Regions from separate parts of the Oryctolagus cuniculus genome. Here all the other regions are linked to region 1. The links are chromatin contacts, called in public Hi-C and Micro-C maps. All regions are on one chromosome and are shown on one strand. The core of a region is the stretch at or near the end of the contact, and the rest is flanking DNA. Distances in the headings are between cores, read along the strand shown. Region 1 has its middle 170 kb from the start of SPRY2. Region 2 has its middle 360 kb from the start of SPRY2. Region 3 holds the start of SPRY2 (sprouty RTK signaling antagonist 2).

Region 1 (4,463 bases), core at 1,327-3,826:
ACTGCACTCCCTGGCCACAGCAGAGGGCTGGCCTGGAAGAGGGGCAACCGGGACAGAATCCGGCGCCCCGACCGGGACTAGAACCCGGTGTGCCGGCGCCGCTAGGTGGAGGATTAGCCTAGTGAGCCGCGGCGCCGGCCCTATGCTTATTTTTTAACTTGGTCATTTATTTGTTTGCTCTTGGTTGTAGGAATTCCTTATTATGACAGAGTTTCAAAAATAATACACATTTTCCATGAGCTTTTTAAAGCCCCTTCATATTTTGGATACAGCCTTTTCTCCAACATATGCTTACATCCCCATGTCACAATATCTAAGACCCAACATCCAAAAACAATCCAAATGTCCACTGATGGATGGGTGGATAAATAAAATGTGGAATATATTCATACATATAATATATTCAACGGAATATTATTCAGCCATAAAAGAGAAAGAAATCCTGTCATATGCTACAATATGAATGAACTTTAGGATATTATGCTAAGAGAAATAAGCCAGGCACAGAAGAACAAATAATGCGCGATTCTAGTTACTTGAGTTATTAAAAGTAGACGGACTCATGGAAGCAGGAAGTAGAATGATGGTTGCCAAGGGATGTGGGACAGGAAATAGAGAGTTGCAGCTCAATGGGTATAAAGTTTCAGTTATGCAAGATAAAAAAGTCATAGAGATTTGATGTACTACATTGTGCTATTGTTGTCAATACCATATTTACACTTAAAAATTATGAGGATGGTAGATTTTAAGTGTTTTCTGCCACACTTTTTAAAAAATGGAGATGAAGGAAGGGATGGGAGAAGTAACAAACAAGGTCTATTTAACACCTTAGTTGACTGGGTCTGAATATAAATCTACTGAGGATGGCATTGTGGCCATCACTCAGGACCAGTCTTTGTCCCACTGATGGGCAGTAGGGCAGTGACCTGGGGAAGCCACCTGCTGAGAACTGGACCTACAGTAGACTGAAGGTGGAGACATCCGATTAACCCTTAACCCCTGCCCCATTTGGCCAGGCTCTCCATGTCATCTCCCTGTGACCTCTGAGTAGAGTCACCTTAACGCCACTTCCTTTTCTGGGGATGTGGACCTGTGAATGCTCACATTCTACCGTTCTTGAAATGAGTCTGGAGGAAAACTCTTTCTTTCTTTCTCTTTTCCACTTAATAGTCAAGGAGACCTCTGGTTTAGGAGAGTAGACTCGGTTACATTTTCGGCTACAAATGACTGGCTCTCAGGAACCACAGATGGAGGCTGGGGAAGTGTGGAAAATCTGATGAAGAAGGTGTGGGCCTGGCCAATGGAAAGCATTTTGGTGGGTCTAATGATTTTGGGAAAATCTCCGCAAGGCTGGAACATTTTGCCACACGTAAGTAGTTATTTCCTTAGGCTCCTGTGCATTCACTGAGAGCTCTGTGTAGCCGATGGGAGAGAGCGCTGATAAACAGCCTCAGTATGGGTTTGCCAGGAGAGAGACTGCCCTGCGGATTTCTTTCACATGTGTTGCATGTAACAAAACCTGTGTTTCTTTTTTATTTCAAACGAAATCTGCCTCATTCTTGTTCATTTGCTCTTTGGAAACACAGTTTTCTATGTCCAGAAAGCCCCTTGAGCCCTTTGAGGGAGTACTGTAAAAGGCTTTCGCCACCACCCCTTAGGCAGAAAGCAGGAAATCATGTCCTGCCAAATGCAAATGAGCTCAGGCTCAAAGGCAAAGTGGCCAAACGCTAGATGCTGTAGGCCTGGTGGAGAGCGCACCCCATCCACCTGAAGAACGCCATCAGGACATTTAAGAGGAGCAACTTCAGAACCAAAAATATGCACAGAATTGTCTCAGTTCTATGTCAGTAAACCAGGATAGCTTTTTCTGCCTTTTCGTGGCAGCTTCAGAGAGTACAAGATCAGAGGCTTCGTTTCTGCATTGTGTTCTGTCTGGGCTTCTCCTTGACTGGCATGTCCTAGCTGGTCTAAAAAAATGCTGACTGCCTGAAAGATGGCATTGACCTTGCTGAAAGAAACTAGGAACTGGCCCACTGAAAGACAGTTATCCCTCAAAGGGTTAACAGAGTCGGTTCCAAAGGAGTTAGGCAACCACCGAAACAGGATAATAAATGTGACACTCTCAGACTATCAGTAGCAAATATTTGAGCTTATCAAATAACGGAGGAAGTAGTTTAGTTACAAATAAACCAATCTCTCATAAAACAAGTTTTCACACAGGGTCATTTCATTGAGCTGGAGACAGCTAGAGGCCACTCGTAGGCAGAACTCCCACTCTGTGTACACTGTGTAACAGCCCCCTCGTGATTAATGGACAGCCAGCAGGGAGGCTGCGTGGTGCCACTCCGCAGAGAAATGGAGCTGGGCTTCCTATCAGCAGAACAACCATAAACAGCATCTCAGGATTACGGCAAGGAAGCAGTTCGTCCTCGGGAACATAGCTGGGTTTGTGTGAATTCTCCCTCATCACCCGCCTTCTTCCTCTCGCGCTCTCTCCCTTTTTTCCCCAGTATAGCAGAGACCATCGTGTCCCAGAAACTATAGTAGATGTCACTGCTTGGCACTTGCTGTGCAAAGAGAGGACAAGTATGTGGGCGTGAGGGGGAGGCGGAATGCTACTCTTAAAGGAACAGGGACTGTGCTCGCCAGGAGCTCCCATGAGGTTGTTTTCCTGCAGCCTTTGAAATCAGTTTGGGGAAAGGGTATTTATTTTGGACTCCAGAAAAAGCACACACACAAGTTTCGGGATAAGAAAACAAAACTAGAGCTCTTTCTTTCAAAGTAAAGTTCTCATTGAGATTAAGAAGAAATAAAAAAGATCTTGGCATCATTGGAGTAATTCAGCAAGGAAAAGGGGAGGAGAGACAACTGCCAGATTCTTGGTATGTGAATGTCACTTCTAATGAAATAAACACGTGAATATTTCCCTATTATGATTTCATGGAAAGTTGTCTCTATTCCTCCTACAGAGTACAAAAATAAAACATGCGGAGTATATGAAACATGGGAGTAGAAATACAAAACTTAAAAAAATTCAACAGTGACACCATCATTCGAAGGCAACCATTGTTAACACTGCAGTATATTTTCTTCCAACCTACTTTGAAAATAGATTGCTGAGACCTTAACCATATGTAGAATTGTGTTTCTTACTATTTTTACCCAATATTTTAGTGCAATCATGGCCCTGTCATGTTATCCAACCTTTTTCTTACATATAATTTTAAAGTTGCAAAACACTTGTTTTGCAATTTTCATTAACACGGGGCAGTTTTTAAAATAGGGTCATGCTAAGAGGAATGTTTGACTGCTTTATTTTTCAGTTGTATTTATTTGTTAAAAATTATCCTTAATCTGTTTCTAGTAAAAACCTGAAGGGAAAACTATGCTATTATCCTCATGGTTAACACATTAACTTTTCTATTTAAAATAAATAACCTGCTAATAGAATTTTCCACGGAACTAGAAGAGATTCTGCCCAATTCTCTAACTTTTATAATATACTTAGCCCTACTAATGCTGTTTCCAAATGCATAAGCTTTGCTGACTACCTTTCGAAGTCCAGATGAATTAAAAAGCGAAGGCCTGCCGTTCACACTCCCTCGATCCCCACCCTACCCCACCTACAGTACCTGCATTTAGATGTGTTTTGTTTACATGGAACATCTGGAACTACTTTTGATGACCACTATCTTTTCTGAGTACAGGAACTAGACACATTTCCTCTCAATCAGCCATTCTGTACAGTAATTCCACTGTGTCTCACCAACAATGCTTTTTCTGCCTTCCCTTTACTTAAAACAGAGTGAAAGCTACACTGGAGTTATTTGCATAGCAGTGGATCAGCGAACTCCAAATACTAAGCTTGCCTTCTGGAATAAGATAGATCCTTTTCCTGTTCCCAGAACTGTGGCCACTAAGGGTTAAAACACTGTGCTCATCAGCCCATGGGGGCGGAGCTGGAAGAGACTGCTCTGTCAGCTGCCAAAGGCTGGGACTCAGCTTGTTTCCAAATAGATTTCCTCCAGGACTTACTCCTCCTAGCTGGCTAACTTTGTACTTCTTGACCCATGTCACCCCTTTCTCCATCTGCCCTCCCCTTGCTCTATGGCAGAGTATGTTGACTATAGATGATAGTAATGTCTTGTATGTTGCAAAAATGCTCAAAGAGAGACTTTAAATGTTTTCACTACAGAGAAATGATTTGAAGTGGTAGATAGGCTTAACTTGATTTGATCATTCCACAATGTAACTACACATCAAAACATGGCCTAGTACCCCATAAATATATAGATTTTTAATTAGTTATTTTTAAAAAAACATTTATTTATTTATTTGAAAGTCAGTCACACAGAGAGAGCTTAAATTATTTATTAAAAACAGAATAAATCTTAAAAACTTAGATTTTCCCTAAATTATCTTTCATCATGATCCCTAGGAGGTGTATGGTAAAGGAAAGGGAG
Region 2 (4,463 bases), core at 523-3,022, 190 kb after region 1:
TGTGCAAAGGGATAGAGGCTCCTCCTCCTATTTATAAGCTGTACAGTGCATTTGTCCAGGAGCTAGTAGCCTCAGAAAATGTCTTGGTCACTTCCCATAGACATGCTCCTGCTTCCTCAGCAATGTGGAGGTGGACACACTTGTGGTGGCCTCCTCTCCTGACTCTACCTGGAGGCATTCTGGCCACTTCCCAGCTGAGGCCAGGCCCTTTCTCTGGAGCTCAAAGCCCCAGGCCACATAAGGGCAGAGCAGCCACGTCAGAGCTGCTCCTGGCACCAGGGAAAATCATTTGCCCCAAGAGGCAAACACAGCCCAGGCAGTGTCCAGAGTATCAATCCTTCCCTTCTCTGCTATAAAAGGCCCTATTGTAGGAACACAAATCATTCAGAGATGGCATGTACAATGTCTAATCACTTAATAGCCACTGAGCTCCCACTGGGTACCGGCCCCAAACTAGACACTGTCTGTAACCTGTTCACTGGAGAAACGCAGGAAGGAATATGACACAGATTTATATTCATCTCCTTTCTAGCCCACTACACCATGACAAACACACATCCTTTGATCAAACAGACAATTGAAGCCATAACCGAGATCAGAATACTTTTATCTGGGAGTTGCAAAGTAGAGGTTGGAATGCAAGCTTGGTATTCACACTGACCTTGCTGTGAATCCACCGTGCAGCCTTGAGGAGTTTACTGAAGCAAGCTGAGGTTCTCTTTCCTTGTTAGCAAAATGAAAACAATAATGTTTGCATCATAAATGCCCTAAATAACACGTTATCTAATGTAGAAGTGCCAAAATGCAGTGTGTAGAATAAGGCAGGCACTCAATAATATTAGTTCCCCTACCCATCTCTAGAATTCTACACGCCTGACAAGGTAGCTTATAGATACTCCTTAAAGAGCTTGTTTGATCTTTACACAAATCCTACTCACATGTATTTTCATTGCAGAGGCAAAATTGCATGTCTTTGAATTTCTCTTCTTTTTCCTCTTTGGAGATTTGATTGAAAAGATACACTTGTTTTTGCCAGTGACCTTAACTCTGCTCCTTGGCAAATTTTGCAAAATACCTGAAGCAGTAAAAAGGGTTAATTTTATTCCAGTGTTCCAGATGTCTTCAGCACCTTGACTTTGGTAATATACTAAGAACAGTAAGTCTTTTTAATGAAAATGAAAGGTATGCATTGTACTTAAATCTGGAACTTTTTCCCCATGAAGAAACACTGCCAGGGGGACTGCATCCCACCATTTTAGACAGGGTGAGCAATGTTTCTGCTCAGGTTTACTCTTTTTCAGCACATTTTCAGGCAACTGCAGTTGGTATCCAAGCAGTTAAAACTACATCAGCACTAATAGCTATGAGCTCATCTTGTATAAAGACATTTTTAGTTAAACACCACAATCTTGGAGGGGGGAAAAAGTTAGCGTGCTTAACCAGGCTAGCTTGGAATAGCTCACAATATGACGCATACCACAGGAAATAGAGTGGTATGAGGCACCTACAAAATATTTTTCAAACAAGTCATTGACGCTGTAAGCCCCATGCCTCAGCTTTAGGAAGTCACTTATTAAGAATCAACACCAGCCGTGCCAAGCTAAGCTTTTGCTTTTGGTGATTTTCCAATTGAATATTCAGGGCCCTGTCTCAGTCTTGTTTTCAGGGAAGTACATGCCTGGAATGTTAGCAAGCTATTTGCTGGAAAAAATGCCCACAACAGGCCCAATGTTGATCACATTAATGCGTTTGAGTGGGTATAGAGTGCAAATGATTGAAAATGCTTCCAGATCCCCGTTCCGGGGGACAAAGCAGGCTCTGTTCTCTGATCTGATGGTCATTTTTTTTTTCCAGCGGAGGATGTGGCGCAGGAAGAGGGAAGAGTGCCAATCTCTGTCGCATGGTTCCAAATAGGGCCTGGGCCTAGGCCTTTGGATGCTGATGAGTGGGAAATGAAACACAGATGGGTCAGATGGGTAAGGAGAGGGGGATTACAGGTCAAGCCAAAGAGTTGGAATAAATTAAGTGCTTATGAGGTACAGAATGGCACATTGTTTAAGTGAATGGACAGGGAAAAAAACGTTCCAGCATTGTTTGGTCCAGTGAGTGAATCCAGTCTCCCCTTCCCAGACCAGCATGGGCCAAGGGCATCCTCGGCCTCTCCCTCCGGATGGATGCGGCCAATGTGTGCCCAGAGCCTTCCTCAGGACTCCAAAGAAGCCACTTTTGTTTTATTGAATGCTAGATGTAATTTATTGAGAGAAATGTTTAGGTTCATGTGTCAGATCATGGAGAGTCAGGTTTGGGGTTCCCTAGGGGATCACTGAGAAGAAGGTGACTAACCACAAATTAATATAGCAGGGAAATAAAGTGACAAAAGAAATGTTTCATTGTGCTTGAAATATTGAACCAATTTCCCCCTTTTTAGCCTTTTAAACTTTTGCTCACAAATCAAAGAGTAGCTCAACTTACAAAAACTCAGCAGAGGTTCATGCTGCCCGGTAACAACAACAGAAAAAACTGAAGTCCAACACATTCGTCCTTAGTTCTAAGTGTCTTCACACTGTGGCACAAGACATGAGAAAGACTTTTGAAAATATTCGAAAAGAATCAGAACAATCAGAGAGAAAAATTTTCAGCACTGATAAGCATAGGCTATCTGTCCATTTTGTGCTCCAGGCATGTTAAAAAAAATCATGAAACCTCACAGTGTATATAAGCTTATTTAACATCAGAAAATCACAGGGCAGGCTCAGTAAATTGTGCTTTCCTGAAGACGCAAAATGAATAGAATGTTGAGGGCTGAAAGTGTCACATAAAGAAATAGAACTAAAGTTGCAACTGCCAACAAAATTAGAAAGTTCTGAAGCATGAAATTAATGGTTTACCTCTTAGTGTGACAAATTATTTTCAGAAGCTTATTTTCATACCAGCCATGTTTCATTTTATGGACTTGACCTTTACCAGAATATCCCACAGGCAAAGCTGGAGACAGTGGTTGTTTGCAGTCATCAGGGATATCCTGCTCTGAGTACCAGCAGCCTCTTGCTTATTGATTGGCTCACTGAAGCTCCAAAGAGCACAGAGATCATTCCAGACATGCAGTGTAGAAAGTCCTGATGCATTATGCCTTTAAAAGGCTGTGCTTTTCATTTCAGTAGGCTGGTTCAGCAAATGATACCAATTACATGTATATGCCATCTTATTTTCCACTGTGTAAGGTCATTGCAAAAGGAAGAGCTGCGTTACTTCTACTTTCAAAATTGTACCTTTTCCTCCTCATCTTCCCCCCTCCAAAACTTTTATTATGCCTATGCTGTGAGTCTTGGAAAATAACCCCCAAAATAAATAACCAATTCATAAAGCAAATTTGAAGAGTTACCATGATACAAGCAAGCATCAGTAGTAGGAGTTAGAGGGGAAAAAATGACTACAGAGAAATTTCTACCTTACGCTGAGCAAAAACATAAAACTGTTATTCATGGAGAGAAGAACACAGGCTCAAAAGAAACTAATATCTGGTTTTAGATATTTGCTGTTTTCTTTCCAATAAAATGCATGATGTTTTTTCAATCTCCTTTTCTCTTGAGTTAAAAAAATTGACAGTAGAAAATGCTGGTGGAAGACTCTGAAGGCAGGAGTTGTTTCGATGATGTTTAAAAGACGTATTATATCATAAAACTGAAGATAATTCTGATCTGGAAAAGATGCATGCAATAGAATGGGGTTCCCAGGCAACTACTGCTTCACTGGAACACACTGCCCATGGAATAGGCAGGAGGTGGGTGACAGGGTATGCAGGCTGCCACAAAGATATCAATTTCACTTTCTGGGGCTAGATCCTGAAAGTTACAGGGGGAGAGCTGAGTAGCAGAGAGATCTCTCACATGTGTTTGAGAATACCTGGCCACCTGGCTTCCTGCCAGGTGTAATTAGTGGATGGAAAACATGCATGAGGCTCTAGAAACAGCCATCAAACCTCTAAGTCTATGGCATAAGCCTAAGGCAGGATGCAGAAGCTTCCAGAACGAACACCCTCAACTTGGAAAAGCAGGGTGGTAGTGGTGAGACCATTGCCACCGCTAGCCAGTGCTACCTGTCTGCAGCCATGCTTGGCTGTCCACTCACATGGGGCACATCTTTGAGAGGCCATAGGTCTTCACCAGGTTGGAGAAAACACAAGAAAAGTGCAGCTCTCCAGAGCAGTGGAGTGAATCTAACATACATCCCACCCCTACAGCTATTCTGCATTCACATGGTACAGTAGACAACAATTAGGGAAAAAAAATCTCTTAAACAAAGTTTTATTTTTTGTGTGCTCCAGACTCCACAAAATCTGAATCTACCCCTGGGATTACCATTTATGAGGTGCAACTACAGAAAGAGTTTTTGGAGAGGGAAGGGAAGTATACATTTGCTTTCTTGATATGTCTGGCAGGAGGCCCTACTGAACTCAGGCAAAG
Region 3 (4,463 bases), core at 511-3,010, 170 kb before region 1:
AACCAAGACAACTCATCTCACACTGAAAACGGAGTGCATCCAAGGGAATCGCAGGGAAAGCCACCGTGAGCGGCGTTTACAGGATAAATACCTTTTTTTTTTTTTTATTCCTTTTAAACCAGCAGGTCTAATGCGCATTTCGGAAGGCAACCCCGCCAGCGGACAACTTCTGGGGAAAAAAAAGAGCCTGGCCCGGCACCGGGCGAGCGCCCCCTGGTGGCCGGACGAGCCACACGCGCAGAGGCGCCACTCTTCCCCGCAGACTGGATAGACTCGGACAAGTGGCGAGCGGCCCGGGCCAGAGGCCCGGCTGTCGCACCCCCGCGGCCCCAAGGACGCCGCGTCGCGGGCAGACATAACCTCGTCCGACCTTCCCAGAGCAGTTGGGGGACGTAGGCGCCTGCCCTTGCCCATCTCTGGTTCCAAATCCCAGGGGAGGAAGGAAGGGAGCCCTAGAGAAACATGGAGAAGGCAGGGAGAGCGCCAGGGACATTCTGCAGCAGGAACCCGGGGTCGCGTGGAGGAACGAAGCGCCATGGTGGACCCCCGTGTGGGGCAGAGCTGTGCAGGTGCTGCTCGGGACCTGCGACCTAGCAGGCAACTGCTTCCCCGCCTTTAAGTCCTCAGAATGCGCGGTTAGAGGTGTGCGTGCGCGCATTTCGATCCGCCACCGGGGCTCCCACGTGCAGGCACGTTTCTGAGCAAATGCACGTGCATATGTATAGGACTTTCTACTGAATGCCTTCAGCACGGGCCGTGGGGGCTTCCGGAGAAGGGTGGGAAGGGACAGATGACTGCTGACCGGGCCGCGGAGAGACCCGCGCCGGGAGCGCCCTCCCCCCACCCCCATCTCGGAAGCCCACGACAGCGCCCCGAGATCGCCGAGCTGACTTTGAAGAGCAAGGCTGCAGCCTCTCCCTCGGCTGCTGCGTCCGGCGACGCAGAGAGCTCTCCCTGCAGCCACCGTCTGTCTCCCTTAAAACACGAAAATTCTAATAAACTCCCAGTCGCCACAATCCAGCCTGAGCAGGAGGTACTTGAAACCCGAATCTGCATTCCGCTCCTCTCGTACAAGGCTCGGAGGTGGGGGAGGCGCGGCTGGGGCCGGTGCCTGGTGTATAATCGGGTTAATCCGGGAGACAAAGAATAAACCAATAGCCCTCCCACCGCACTTCCCGCTCCCCTTCCCCCACCCCCACCGTGTAGAGGGGGAGCAGCCGAGGGGCGAGCAGACTCGAAATGGATTCCGGATGAAGTCTTAAAAACCTGCAACTTGTTTTTCATTGCTAACGCGGCACGGCCCCGATCAGTCTCTCTGGCGGCGAGAGAAAGTTCCATAAATCAGTCCGAGCCTCCGGCTCATCCTCCTGGCCTCGGGGGGTGTCAGGGGTGGGGGTTGGGGGGGGCCTTAAGGTCAGTGTTTCCTTGAAGCTGGATAAACCGACCCCGTCGCGCGCAGCCGGGCTCCGCGGGCGCCCCGCGGGACGGCAGGAGCGGCCCGGGGACGCGCGGGGCGGCGCGGTTGCCCTTTTGAATGCCTCCTGCGGCTCGGCGCGCTGGCGGGCGCTGGAGTGTGAGTGAATGTAGCCCCGCGGAGCCAATGAGCTGGGACCGGATGCGATATATCCTCTGGGACAACAACTGCTCTGTTCCGCCTCGGATCCACATGACGCCATTTACTGCTGCCGCGGCCGCCGCAGAACTCCCTGCCTCCTCCGGAAAGGCGAGGGCGCAGGCCAACAGCGAGCCCCCCCGGCCGGGCCCCAGACCCCCCTCCTCCTCCGCCTCCTCCTCCTCCGCCTCCCCCTCCTCCTCCTCCTCTTCCTCCTCCTCCTCGGCACCCACCGCCCCCGCCTCGGCCTCGCTGCCGAGCCTCCACAACGCCCAGTCTGCACCGCCCAGAGCTGCGCGCCGCAGCGCGAGCGGAGGAGAGGGGCCGGCGGAGCGCGCAGCGCCCAGGCCCCCGCGCCCGCCCGGCCCGGCTCGCGGCCGCCCGCGCCTCCGTGCCACCGCTGCGCCGACGCGGCCGGGGCCGCACGCCTTGGCGATCTGGCTTCTAGGGTCTTTCTGTAAGGCCACTTTATTTTCTCATTCGCTCATCTGCCAAGAACGGGGACTCGCTGTTGGCGCTTCGGCCTCTTGTTCATTGAGAAAAAAAAAAAAAAAAAAGGAAATACTCCGCGTGCGCTTCTGCAAGGGGGCTCGCCTCCAGCCCTGAAACCCGGAGTTGTTCATCGGCGAGGGACTTGGCTCCGAATTTTTCGCTCGTATTTTTCTGTTTTGTTTTGTTTCCTCCCGCCGATTGCTCGAAAGTTGGACTGAAGCAAAGTTTGGAAAAAAAGGGGGGAAAAAAAGTTTGCATCGGGGCTGGATTTATTTGCACATCGCAGAAAGAAGAGACTCCAAGGGAGAGGGGTTGGTGCAAAGCCGCGATCACGGTGAGGCGCGTTTCGCTCTTCCTCTGCTGGCGCCGTGGCTGGCGCGGTGTGGGCAACATGGAGTAGGTGCAGTTGGACCGGGAGTGGGGTCTGCCTCTCCCCCGAGCCTCGCTTTCTCAAACCCCGCAGGTTGCCGGCGAGCTGCCGGCAGATTTCCCTGGCCGAGGACCTGGGCTCGGCCTGCCTGGGAGGGGGCTGCAGTGTGCGCCCCGAGCGATGTCCCCCAGCCGGCGACCCTGCGCTCCCGCGCGCTGTGGGCTTGGGTCGGAGGACGGCTCTCCCCTGGTCTGTTCCCAGCCCTGCGTCGACCGCGAATTCGGCGCTGAGAGCGGGAGACGGAGGGAAAGCACTTTGTGCTTCTCTGGCCGCCGTTGCGGGCGCTAGCATTTCTAACCTGTTCCTCCCTCCTTGCGAGGCAAAGTTTTCTGGGGGAGCCTGTCCCGGGGCGGGGGCGCCGGTGGGGCCGGGGTGCGTGGGGTGCTCGCCCCACGCGGGCAGTAGGCCCCGCGGGTGGAAAAGGGGCGAGGGTGCGTGGTGCAGGCAGCCCCCGCCGCTGCCCTCTGTGGACAGTCTGGCCCACTGAGGGTGGGAGCGTCGCCCAGCCTGGCGCCGAGGCTCTGCGGTTCGGAAGTGCAGCTTTCTCCTTTTTCCGTTCCCCGTGATCGGCCTGGGTCACGCTTTTTTTGGGGGGGGGGGGGTGGAGGGGAGAGCTTGGGTTGACCTAGTACATTAGGAAAGTCATCGAGTGTGTGCGATCGTTTTGCATGACCTGAAAGTAGGTGGCAGATGAGGCTCGTTTGTAAGTTCTCCGGTTTATGTTGTAGTCGCTGTCGTTTAATTTGGGATCTTGTGCACTTTTTTTTTTTACAAAGCGGTTTCTGTGTCGGTTTGCCCCACCCTAAGTGCTGAAGTCCTTTCCCCCCCTAATCCTCAGTCTGATCACACACTGTTCTTAATGGGGTTTTCAAAGCACTTCGAGAGGGAGGGGGGACCGGGGAGACGGGGAGAGAGCCGAGGGGGAAAGGGGGGGCTGCAAGGAGGAGGCCGGGGATCGGCAGAAATCACTTTTTTTTTTCCGCTTCCCAAAGATGCTACTTTACACTGTATGCAAATCTACCTCTAAAGTTTCCAACCCAGGGACTGGATCCTGCACGCCTGGCGTAGGCTCTGGGCCCTGGGGGAGGGGGACGGGTTATTTTTTTTTTTTTTTTTAATTAAACTTTAAGAAACAGATCATTCCTGTTTCCCTTCCCCTCGACCCAGGAGACCGGCGTGCGCGCTACAAGCCATGCCCGCTTCAGTCGGTGCGGCGTGCAGTGGCCGCGTGCGCGTGGGTCAGACTCCCCGGGCTCCATTGGAAACCTGAGCTCCACGTTCGCGGACCCCTGCAGACGCGTCGTGGGCTGCGTGACCTCTGCCTGCTGGTGCGCGGCTCCCTCTTGGGGCTGGCAGGCGGTTCTCGGGAGCTGGGGAGGGGCAGGCGGGGGAAGTGTGCTCGTGCGTTTCATGACACGTCCCCTTCCGAGGCGCCCGCGCCCCCCGCCGGTCGGTGCGTCTCGGCCCCGGCGCGGCGGGGCTGGGGGCCCCCTGGCCCCTGGACAGCGTCAGTCAGCCTGGAGAAAAGTCCCCCGGGCTCCGGCTGTGTCCCACCTGCCGGGGACGGTGTCTGGGCGCAGATAGAGCCGATAGACCGAGGGGAAGCCGAGCGCCGCGTTGTCCTGTGTGCTTGTCCTGCTAGAGGTGAGGAGATCCGGTTTCCAGGCGCTGCCTGGTCGCGAGCTGGGAGGCGATTGTCACCTGCCTCGCTCACCGCGGCGCTGCCTTTTGTAAAAAGCGGAGGTTGGGGAAACATGCACTTTTGCCCGTTTTGACTTTTTAATGTTCGTGTAGTGTTGGGAACGGGGATGGTAGTTTTGAGACTTAAAAGGGGCTGCGAGCCACGGGTTTGCTGGACAGAATGCTGGGTTTGAGATGTGGCGCTTGGGTTTTTAAAACACGTTTCCTGTACTAACGGTGGGTTTATGC

What was found. A called contact is a pair of places that touch in the nucleus more often than the background predicts.
Region 2: a contact with region 1 is called in a Hi-C map of embryonic fibroblasts, with 2.2 times the contacts expected there. The contact joins two enhancer-like sites. A contact is called at or near these places in 2 of 6 Hi-C or Micro-C datasets (embryonic fibroblasts and skin fibroblasts).
Region 3: a Micro-C map of ear pinna shows a contact between it and region 1, with 4 times the contacts expected there. The contact joins the promoter of SPRY2 here to the enhancer-like site in region 1. A contact is called at or near these places in 3 of 6 Hi-C or Micro-C datasets (ear pinna, psoas muscle and skin fibroblasts).

Annotation. Positions count from the first base shown.
Region 1 is chr9:32,092,420-32,096,882 of mOryCun1.1, forward strand. No RefSeq gene overlaps it. Among named protein-coding and RNA genes, the nearest start is that of SPRY2, 170 kb to the left of the region's middle. Within about 2 kb of position 2,577, at least 7 of the 8 cell types and tissues checked have an H3K27ac peak or open chromatin away from gene starts, as enhancers often do. A contact at or near this core is called in ear pinna, where this site is marked.
Region 2 is chr9:32,282,474-32,286,936 of mOryCun1.1, forward strand. No RefSeq gene overlaps it. Among named protein-coding and RNA genes, the nearest start is that of SPRY2, 360 kb to the left of the region's middle. Within about 2 kb of position 1,773, at least 4 of the 8 cell types and tissues checked have an H3K27ac peak or open chromatin away from gene starts, as enhancers often do.
Region 3 is chr9:31,925,447-31,929,909 of mOryCun1.1, forward strand. SPRY2 (sprouty RTK signaling antagonist 2) reads left to right here and starts at 1,761. Exons shown (of 2, transcript XM_051849997.2): 1 at 1,761-2,438.